Regions from separate parts of the Mus musculus genome. Here all the other regions are linked to region 3. The links are chromatin contacts, called in public HiChIP or PLAC-seq and Micro-C maps. All regions are on one chromosome and are shown on one strand. Each heading gives the region's core, a stretch centred on a gene start, on an enhancer-like site or on the middle of the called end of the contact. The rest is flanking DNA. Distances are from core to core; before and after follow the strand shown.

The links. A called contact is a pair of places that touch in the nucleus more often than the background predicts. HiChIP or PLAC-seq counts read pairs in DNA pulled down with a chosen protein or histone mark.
Region 1: a Micro-C map of embryonic stem cells shows a contact between it and region 3, with 1.9 times the contacts expected there. The contact joins the promoter of Ctcf here to the promoter of Tppp3 in region 3. A contact is called at or near these places in 2 of 39 promoter capture datasets (cranial neural crest and hippocampal neurons), 4 of 484 Hi-C or Micro-C datasets (embryonic stem cells and nephron progenitors), 4 of 115 datasets of contacts at active chromatin or transcription factors (embryonic stem cells, pancreatic cancer cells and trophoblast stem cells) and 1 of 9 other capture datasets (adipose tissue).
Region 2: a contact with region 3 is called in an H3K27ac HiChIP or PLAC-seq map of trophoblast stem cells, with 19 read pairs. The contact joins the promoter of Acd here to the promoter of Tppp3 in region 3. A contact is called at or near these places in 7 of 39 promoter capture datasets (the C10 cell line, the SN4741 cell line, embryonic stem cells and 3 more), 3 of 484 Hi-C or Micro-C datasets (embryonic stem cells and urothelial organoids), 6 of 115 datasets of contacts at active chromatin or transcription factors (embryonic stem cells, epiblast stem cells, extraembryonic endoderm stem cells and 1 more) and 2 of 9 other capture datasets (adipose tissue and pancreatic islet).

The regions. Positions count from the first base shown.
Region 1 is chr8:105,635,186-105,638,138 of GRCm38.p6, reverse strand. Ctcf (CCCTC-binding factor) reads right to left here and starts at 1,601. Exons shown (of 12, transcript NM_181322.3): 1 at 1,419-1,601. Gm5914 (predicted gene 5914) reads left to right here and starts at 665. Exons shown (of 2, transcript NR_151742.1): 1 at 665-859.
Region 2 is chr8:105,699,585-105,702,607 of GRCm38.p6, reverse strand. Acd (adrenocortical dysplasia) reads left to right here and starts at 1,380. Exons shown (of 11, transcript NM_001012638.2): 1 at 1,380-1,688; 2 at 1,769-1,905; 3 at 2,068-2,161; 4 at 2,250-2,326; 5 at 2,560-2,604; 6 at 2,713-2,747; 7 at 2,878-3,023. The coding sequence starts at 1,590. Pard6a (par-6 family cell polarity regulator alpha) reads right to left here and starts at 961. Exons shown (of 3, transcript NM_019695.3): 1 at 805-961; 2 at 212-434. The coding sequence starts at 867.
Region 3 is chr8:105,470,116-105,473,167 of GRCm38.p6, reverse strand. It overlaps Tppp3 (tubulin polymerization-promoting protein family member 3), which reads left to right and starts at 1,746. Exons shown (of 4, transcript NM_026481.3): 1 at 1,746-1,888. Zdhhc1 (zinc finger, DHHC domain containing 1) reads left to right here. Exons shown (of 14, transcript NM_175160.5): 13 at 99-177; 14 at 287-745. The coding sequence ends at 567.

The sequences.
Region 1 (2,953 bases), core at 352-2,851, 170 kb before region 3:
TGATCTAAACTCCAAAAAAGTATTAAGTCTCTTTGCTAATGTTTACTTAATGCTAAACTCAATACAGGAAGTCAGATACTAAAGAGTAGTTACATTAGGCACAGAAATTTATAAACCATCTGCTGCAAGTGACCCAGGATCCAATTACAACATCAACCCTCACATTTCATCCAACAGTCAAATTACCAGTCCAGTCATGAATAAGTTCATTCTACCCTATTGGCGCATTAGATCGGTTTGCACGATCTCTAGAGAGGGGCTGAACTGTCTTAGCCTAGCCCTAGAGCATCAGGTCCTAAGTGGAGTGCAAAGTTAGCGTCAGGACATTTTAAATAGGAGGCAAACTCCAGCGTCGCCTGTACCATCGCAACCAGCCCATGCTCCCGAATTTATGAGTTTATCACATCACTTGAGATGAGAGTGAAATTAAGTTTCAGTCCCTTTTGAGATTTCTGAGCGCACCAAGTCTGACTGCTATCGTTTCAAGGGGCTGAAAGAGTGCGAATACAGCTGGAGAAAAACTACTTTGGTGCAGGAATTCGTGTCTTTTTCCGCGCACCATTGGGGGCCGCACCGGTCGGGTCCCGCGCGATGCCCTGGCGTGAGTTTGGGGGCGCAGCGGGGCCCGGCGGGGGCGGCGAGCGCGCGTTCCCCCGCCCGCTCGGGCGGCGTCGAGGCGCGAGCAGCTCAGCCAGCCTTGCAGAGGGAGCTCTCGGCAGCTCAGGGGTCCCCTCTGCTCGCAGCCACAGCAGCGCCGCCTGCGACACTCGGCGGCGACGGAGACCGGCAGCGGGGACGATCGGACTACGAGAGACTAGAGAGCACCCCAGCTGCTGGAGAAGCAACGCAGGGAGATCGGGTAGGTTCCGGGACCGGCTGGACTTGAAGATGGGGAGTCTGAGGCGCGTCGGTCGGGACCCGACACCCACACGGTTCCGGGACCTGGCTAAGCGGCCGGCCGAGGGTTCAGAACCCCTAGGCGAAGCAAGCGGCGGCAACCGAGCCTCAGAGGGTCCAGACTCGGTAAGGGGTATCCGTCGCGGGAGGGGCAGAGGGCGGGCCGTGGCCCGAAGATCAGCCGGGCCAAAAGCCGGCCTCGAGGGTAGAGACAAAGGAAGGAAAATGGAGTCGCCGAGCGCGCAGGCCTCTGTCGCCACCGCCGCCAGAGGCCTACCATGTTGGGAGGAGGGAAGCTTAGCGGGCGGGCGGGCGGGCGTGGAGGGGGTTGGCCAGGCCCTGGCGGCGGCGCCGGGCAATGGCGGCGGCCGCGCCGCAGCAGGGACGGTAGAGGGAGACAAACACCCCCCGGCGGCGGCGCTGGCGCTGGCGCCGGGCTGCAGCCAGCGCCGACCGGAGCGGCCCCATCGTGACACCTAGAGGCGGCCCGCGAAACCTCCTCCACCCCGGGCCCCCTTTACCTTCGCGCCACACCCCCCGCGGCGCCCGCTCCGCCGCCGCTCCACCGCTCCGGCCACCTGGCGTCCCCGGCCGGCTCCGCGCGCCCGCACCGGCTGCTGCTGGTCGCCGCTGCCGCCAAAGAAGCAGCTCCGCGCACGGTTTAATCGCTCCACAGGCTCGGACACAAAATGGCGGCGGCGCGGTGCAGTGCGCCTGCGTCGGCGCTGCCGGGGCCGCGGGTGCTGATAAGGGAAGAGTCGGGTGGGGGGGGCCGGCCGGCGGCGACGAGGGCGGGGGAGGAAAGGTGAGGGGAGGGGTTGGCGCAGGGCAGCATGGGAGGCGGCCCCGGGCGCCAACTTTCAAAAGCCGGCGCGATGGCGTCACGGGGATGCGCCGCGAGGCGCGGCGTCACGCCGCACGCGCCCTCCCGCGCCCTCGCCGGGTCGCGCGTGGGCTCTGCCGGCGGCGCGGAGGCGGCCTGGTTCCCATTGGGGTGGGGCTTCCCTGGGCGGAGGCTGGCGGCTTCTGGGCGATCGGGTCTCCGCCTAGTTGCCCTGATTTCCTTAGCTCGCTCATTTTCCCTCCAAGCTGCGAAGGGCGGGAGGACGACGGGGAGCTGAAGTAAGCGCGCGGGGCTGGGGCCGTGGGGGTTGAGGAAGCGCCAGGGTTCTACCCTGCCCGGTCTCCTCCCACCCGGGGTTAGCTCTGCACCCTGTCCCGCCGCCGAGTCAAATGCAGTGAGTTCCCGCACTCTCTCACTTCTCCGACACTTGCCCAGTGCTCAAGATCGACTGCTAGGGGCTTCGCCCGGGGATCTTAGTAGTCTTCCTCCCAAGAAAAGGGCCTTAGAAAACCGAATGTGAAATTAAGAGAATCGGGACAGAGTCACCTCAGTCCGGAGATATAGCAGACCACACCACAGCAGTCGTGTTTAGCTGTATTTGGCACCGTGAACGTCTAAGTTTTTAAGACTGTTCTTTTTATTTCGGTTCCCAGTCGGTGGTACTTAATCCCTTCCCTTTCCCGGGAAGACCCTATTGGCAGGTGTTCTAATCATCTTCTCTCCCCGCCCCCCATAGCCTTGGAATGTGACTCGGGATTGTAGTCCCAGTTCTCTTGCTTTAGCTGTTTGGATAACAAATGCACCTGGCAGCAAGCTTCTGCCCTATTCATATACATCTGGGCTGTGTTGTGGGTATGCTGGTCCATTATCAATAGATATTGTTTATTCCCCCCAAAAGAATCGGAAAGTTAGAAGCATGTAAGATCCCACTGTTCAGATGTCAGTAACTAAGGCAAATGTGTTTAAACATCTTGAGTCCATTCACCCACTGTTGTGGAGCTTCCCTCCATGACTGGACTTAGAGGAAAGATAGAAGAGAAAGTCCAAGATTAGAAAGAGGATAATAGACAAGGAAGTAAACAGAAAGACAAGTCTAGACTGTTGGATTGTAGAATCCAAGACCAGAAGTAAGTTTGAGGCAGGAAGAGAGGTTTCTGGTTTTCAGATGCTGAGAGTTCCGGTACAGTTCAGCCAGAGGCTTAGCTATTGAGT
Region 2 (3,023 bases), core at 131-2,630, 230 kb before region 3:
CTGCAGGAGAGGGGGGGGGACTAAGATTAGAGACTTCTCCCAATTGGGCCTGTGATAGGGACAATGTCAACTGTTTTCCTGCTACTTGGAGGTCAGACCAAGGGCAGAGGCTACAGAACATAAAGCCTGGGGGCCCTGGGTATGATCTACCCTGATATACCTGTCCTATCACCCTAACCCAAGAAAGCTGCCCACTGTACCCCATCCTCACCCCGTTTCTGAACCAAGAGGCGCAGAGGTGGGGGCCCGCTGGCCAGGGCCCGGTGCAAACTGTCATCGTTGGTGAGGGGCAGCAAGTCACCGTGAGCATCCGTATAGCCAAGCAGGACGTCCAGGCCAGGGATCTGGTGTACCACACACAGCAATCGCGAGAACTCCTGAAAGCCTCTCACCGAAGTGCGGGGTAGTGCAAAGCGTCGGAACTCGGCGTCAAACTGGAGGCGGGAGGGAAAGGGAACGGAGTGTCAGGACATCCCAAGCCCCTTTCTCACCACAGCACTGAGGCTGTCAGGAGAGGGAAAGGTTGCTGGAACAGCTGCAGCCTTAGGCTTAAACCTCAGCTCCAGTACAAGGGACACTGTCCAAGGTCTTTCCCTTGCTCTCCACATACCCAGGCCACAGAGGGACTCTGGAAGTCCGTAGTGGGAGGGAGGATGCGATGAGGGGAGGCAGACAGAAAAGCAGAATAGGACGGAGGATGGAGGACAGAAAGAGGTGATGGAGAGCCAAGGAACTAATAAGGGAGAGAAAGGGAATTAGGAGCCCTAGCGCAGTGGCTAGAGCCGAGACCAGAGAAGCCCTTACTTTGCTCTTCACCTCGACGATGCTATCGGGACTGCGCGCCGGAGTCCTCTGCGGCCTGGCCATTGCAGGGCCTGGCGGGCGGGGGACAGTGCCCCACAGCAGCCCGCCGAGGCGCAGGTGCACAGCCCGGCCCGCTGGCCCGAGCCGCCCCGCCCCTGGCGGTAGCACTCGCCCCGCCCTCCCACCCAAACCATGACGTCAAGGGGGACGCGACACCGAGAAACGTGGAGTCTACGTTTCCTAGGAAACGGAGACGGAGGCAGAGAGGGCTTTCTCTGTTCTTACGTCATTACGCTATGGTTCGAGCGTCCCAAAAAGGACTCGACCAATCCGAAGGCAGAATGAGGGAACAAACATTTATTAAGTTGTCCGTGCTGTCATTTTCATTTTGTAAAGGAAACTACGGCAACATTTTAGGAAAATTCTGGAGGTCTTACACAGAGCCAAAGTGGCTTCAGGCCCCATTCTCTGCTGCAGCCTCCTAACCTGGATCGCTCTCATCCAATCTAGTCCTTGCCTTTTCCTTTCCGGCTCTAGAGTTGTACTGAGGAACAGCTCACGGGCTCAGAGAGATGCCCCGGTAAGAATAAACTGTCATCAGCCAGCAGCTAGGTCAGTCAGCAGGACCCGGGAAGAGCTTGCGCAGGCGCAGAACCGCGAGGGGGGCGGAGTCTCAAACTTAGGATCCGCCTGGCGGTCACGTGCTTCCTCTCCCGCTAGAGGCGGAGCGGCGGTGCTCGCGGGAAGACCCTTTCCTGGGGGTCGCCCAGGGTGCCGCCCTGCTAATGTCCGATTCAGGGTTGCTGGCCCTACAGCCCTGGATTCGAGAGCTGATCCTAGGTTCAGAAACACTGTCAAGTCCACGAACCGGGCAGCTGCTCAAGGTAAGCAGGTCGCTCAGATCCCAGAGACCCGGGTAGAGAAGGCGGGAGTGAATTGACACTAGCCACTACTGTTGTGTTAGGTACTCCAGGACTCGGAGACTCCCGGCCCTTCTTCCGCCCCTGACACACCTGACACCGGGGCCGTGTTACTTGTGTCAGACGGAACCCACAGTGTCCGATGCGTGGTGACGCGCAACGCCATCGACACCTCCGACTGGTAAGAGAAGTGCTACTTGTCAGCGGAAGGTGGGAGGCCAGCTGGCTAGTGGGGCATTGAACCTGAAGTGGGCGGGTACTGGAGAAGTGGGGAAAGCTCATTCCCCAGGCGTATGGGGGTTTGTGCCTGTGCTCTGGACAATGAGGGCTGTGCTCGCCGCAGGGAGGAGAAGGAGCTCGGATTCCGCGGGACCGAGGGCCGGCTCCTGCTACTGCAGGCCTGCGGGCTCCGCGTTCAGGTGGCTCAGGACCATGCGGTGAGTGGTAAGGCTCACTTGGGCGGGTTGGTTACTGTACCTAGCTCTTTGTCACCACTCCTGAGACACCACTCCCCAACTCCTCCAGCCTGCGGAGTTCTACCTCCAGGTGGATCGCTTTAACCTGCTGCCCACGGAGCAGCCCCGGATACAGGTGACTGGTTGGTAAGTGGTCCCTTTAAGGGAAGGGGATGTAGCTCAGTGGCAGACTACAGGCTTCGCATGGCTGAAGTCCTGAGGGCTTCAGTCTAAATCTCTCCATATTCCTCTCCCCAAAACAAAACAGTTAAATGAAGCTTCCACCTTTTGTCTCTTCACGCGCACTTGGCATAGATCTTCAGGTGAGAGGGATGGGCATCAATAACCCTGATCACCTACCACCCTCCTCTTTCTCCCAGCAATCAGGATTCAGATGTGCAGAGAAAACTCAATGAGTGTCTTGAGTAAGTTTGGGGTTGGGCCCTGAGGCTGTGCGCGGTATGGTCACGGGTGGCAGAGCTGGGTAGATTGGCATCAGAGCTGTCCCTGAGAAGTCTTCACTGTTTCTCTAGGGACCACCTCTCAGAGTCTGCTTCTTCCAGTGCAGGTACTGGTAGGGGTTTCCCCGGTAACCCTACCTAACTCCCTCTGTGGTTCCTCAGTAAGTCACTGAAATCTCTCACTTACCCTTCCTTCTTGTTGCAACTTCAATCCTTCGGCTAAAATGCTGGCCCCAGGCCTAACCCTGTCCCAGCTTCTGGATGAGGTGAGGGAGGACCAGGATCATCGGGGAGCCCTAGTGTGTCTAGCTAAGAGCTGCCTGGTGCTGAAAGGTCCTTGTACAACCACCCCCCTCACCGACTGGATCACCTCTGGCTCCCAG
Region 3 (3,052 bases), core at 497-2,996:
GGACATGGAAAAGAAGCCTGCACTCTGATGAGCGCCTCTGCTGCTTTCGGCAAAGTGGGGTCTGGAGAAGCAGCCCACACTTCCCTCTGTCTTTACAGAAAAAGAGGAAGCGGCGAGTGTATAGATTGCCCAGGTCTGGGGTCTTGGACCGAGAGCTCCCACTGCCCAGGTTACGGGGTGAGCGCCGCTCTCTGCTTGGATCCTATTGGATTAGTTCGTGGGAGGGAAAGGTTTTAAAGCCCTAGCTGCAGCCCTTATCTCAATCTAAGTCCCCCTCTGTGCGCAGAGACTGGGACTCCTAGCCGCCGCTCCAGCTCTTCATCTGATTCCACCAGTGCCAGCCCAGTGCATGCTGGTGGCTCTGCAGGCGCCTACTACTCGGCATCAGCTGAGTCCATGGAAGAGATTCCAGTGGCCCAGACGCGCCTGGGCAGTGCCGCACTGGGTGCCCCAGGAGCCAGGGGTCGAGAGTCTGGGCTGGCTCTACAGGCACGTTCGCCTGCTGTTTTTGTGAGCCCGAGCAGTGGCGAGCCCGGAACACCTGGAGGCGGCGACGGCCTGCCTTAGCCCACTAAGGCTAAGGACTAGAGGCAGGAGGGCCTTGACTCTATGCAACACCCCACATTCGCGTAACGAGTGCACTTTAGGGACCTCAAGGTCGACAGGATCGGCCTTCCTTACCCAAGACTCAGCAATATCCGCTCCACCAGCCCTGATGCCCCAATAAACTTTTTTTTTTTTTTAATGCTTTTGCGGACTTAATGCTTATTTTCATAGTGGAAAAATCCATGGATCTCACAGAAGCAGGACCACCATTGCTAGCTTGGGGCAGAGAAAGAGGGGCGGGTTAGGAAAGGTCTCTGGACAGGGTTTTTCTTTTAAGTGTTGGGAATCAAAAACATGGGGTCTTGTTCAAGAACTACCACTCTCCTCTGTCCCTTCTCCCATTTCCCAGGGTAGCCTCGAAAATTTGAATCTACTGCTTCAGTCTCCCGAATCCCCAGATTGCAGGCTTGTGCTACCACACCCACCCAGCAAGGTTTATTAATTAATTAATTAATCAATTAATATTTAGTATTTTTATTTAGTTTTTTATTTAGTATTTGCAGTTGGAAACTGAAGAGGAAGCAGGCTAGGGAGGCGCATTGGAACAAGAAGCTGTGAGGCGGGGAGACGAGAATGGGAGGAGGCAGCCATTCTCCGAAATTTAGGAATTGCTGCCACAAAAGTACCCAGCATTTGGGGGGGTGGGGTGGGTAAGAATGCGTGATCCACTGATTGTCTCAGTCTTCTAGTGCTTCAGAATGTGGCCTGCTGAGAACCTAGGAATGAGTGAATGCCACAGGGTTAGCGGCAGCTGTGGTCTTGGAGCCAGCTGTAGATCCTTGTCAATGAGGGGCGGGATCCCCTTCTTCAGTTCAGCTCCTAGACAATCTCAGGTGGATTCTTTCAGCAGTCCCTTGAGGGTTGGGGACAATGGAATTTGGGGGGGGGCTGTTTTCCCATTGGCCATGGGAGTTCCTATCTTAGGACATCCAGGACTGCAGAGGGCAGCTCTGACCGCTTGAGGACCGCGGTTGAAGGGGAGGAGCAGGATAAGGCTGTCGCTGCAATTCTGCGGGCCCAGCGCCCACAGAGCACATAGGGCGGGGTCTGGTGGGAGGAGCTAGCGTGACCTTGGTCACTCTCCCGCCGAGACAGCCTAGGGGGTGGGACTCACTGTCTCTATGGTGACCGAGAAACAGGGGATAATACTACGGAGCCGCCCGGGCTGCAGTCCCGCCCGGGAGCCGGCAGGGAGCGGAGCTGTGGAGCCTCCTGGTCTCCAGCATCAGTTCCTGGGTCCTGTCCGAAGGCACGCTCAGGAGCAGCCAAGCGGTAGAAGCCGGTAGGAGACTGAACATCGACCACCCTAATTCGTATCCCCCAAAAGGAGGGGTGGGTGGGAGCAGCCTGAACCAACCTCAGATGGTACTGAGCTGAGCCTATCAGCTGAACACCCCGGCCCTGGCCCCAAGGGTTCCACACACACTCCTGCCCCCACCTTCTTGCCAGGCTGATTGATGACTGCAGCTGTCCCAGCAGGAGCTGACGAGCGGATTCAGTTCAGAGGCATGAACACTGTGCCCAGGGTCTGAGGACCCCAGAGCAGCTGCTGTGATTCTGTTCCACATCAACAGCCCCCAAATTCATCTTCCCATAGACAGGAGTGAGCAGTAGCCTCAGGATCCTCCCATTTCCTTGAGAAGAGCATCATGTAGCACCCCAAACTCCCCTGGACACATTTACCTGTGGTGTTCAAGTACAGGGCTTTGGGTCCCCGGGCGGGTTGACATCTTTGGGAGAGGCAAAGGGTGTGGCGGACCCCATTTACAGACCCACAGAGGTCCCTGCAGAGTGCAATCTCTGGGTTTCTGAGTCTTAAAAATTGCAACTTATGGATGAGTAGGTGTGGTCACCAGAAAAGGCCTTTCAGTGTGGACCAACTAGTAATGGAAGAAGAGGAAGTTGTTCGGGGGCCAGGTTGTGGTCATTGGACACTTTTTTTTTTTTCCCCTAAGAGGCAAGGTAAAGATGGTGGCTGAGAACAGGAGGCTGCAGTGGGTGTGGTGATGGTGGTATGTCTTAACATGATGCCTGGCGATGCCAGTGCTGGTTAGACTCTGAGGGGCTTTAGGTCAGGTCTGTGTCAATAGCTTTAGCATATGAGTAAAGAGAGAGTGCTGAGGGTGTGGTCAGGGAACTCTGCGCGTGTGTGGTGGTGGGTGTTCAATGCTTTGCATGGAAGTATGGAAGTGTTACTGCATAGACTGGGAGATTTCAAGGCAGGGCTGTGTCAGAAGCTGTAGCTATATGGATGAACGGGAATGCTCCAAGGGTATGGCCAGGGGGCCTTTGTAAGGGTGCAGAGTCCAGCTAGTGACTGTGGTTGGGGTCTTCAGGATGTGAGTTAAAAGGATGCAAAATGGATGCAGTGTACACAGGGTTTGATTTGGAGAGGGACTTTCAGGGTGGGGCTGAGGGTGTGGTCAGAGATCTGCAATGGAGCTCT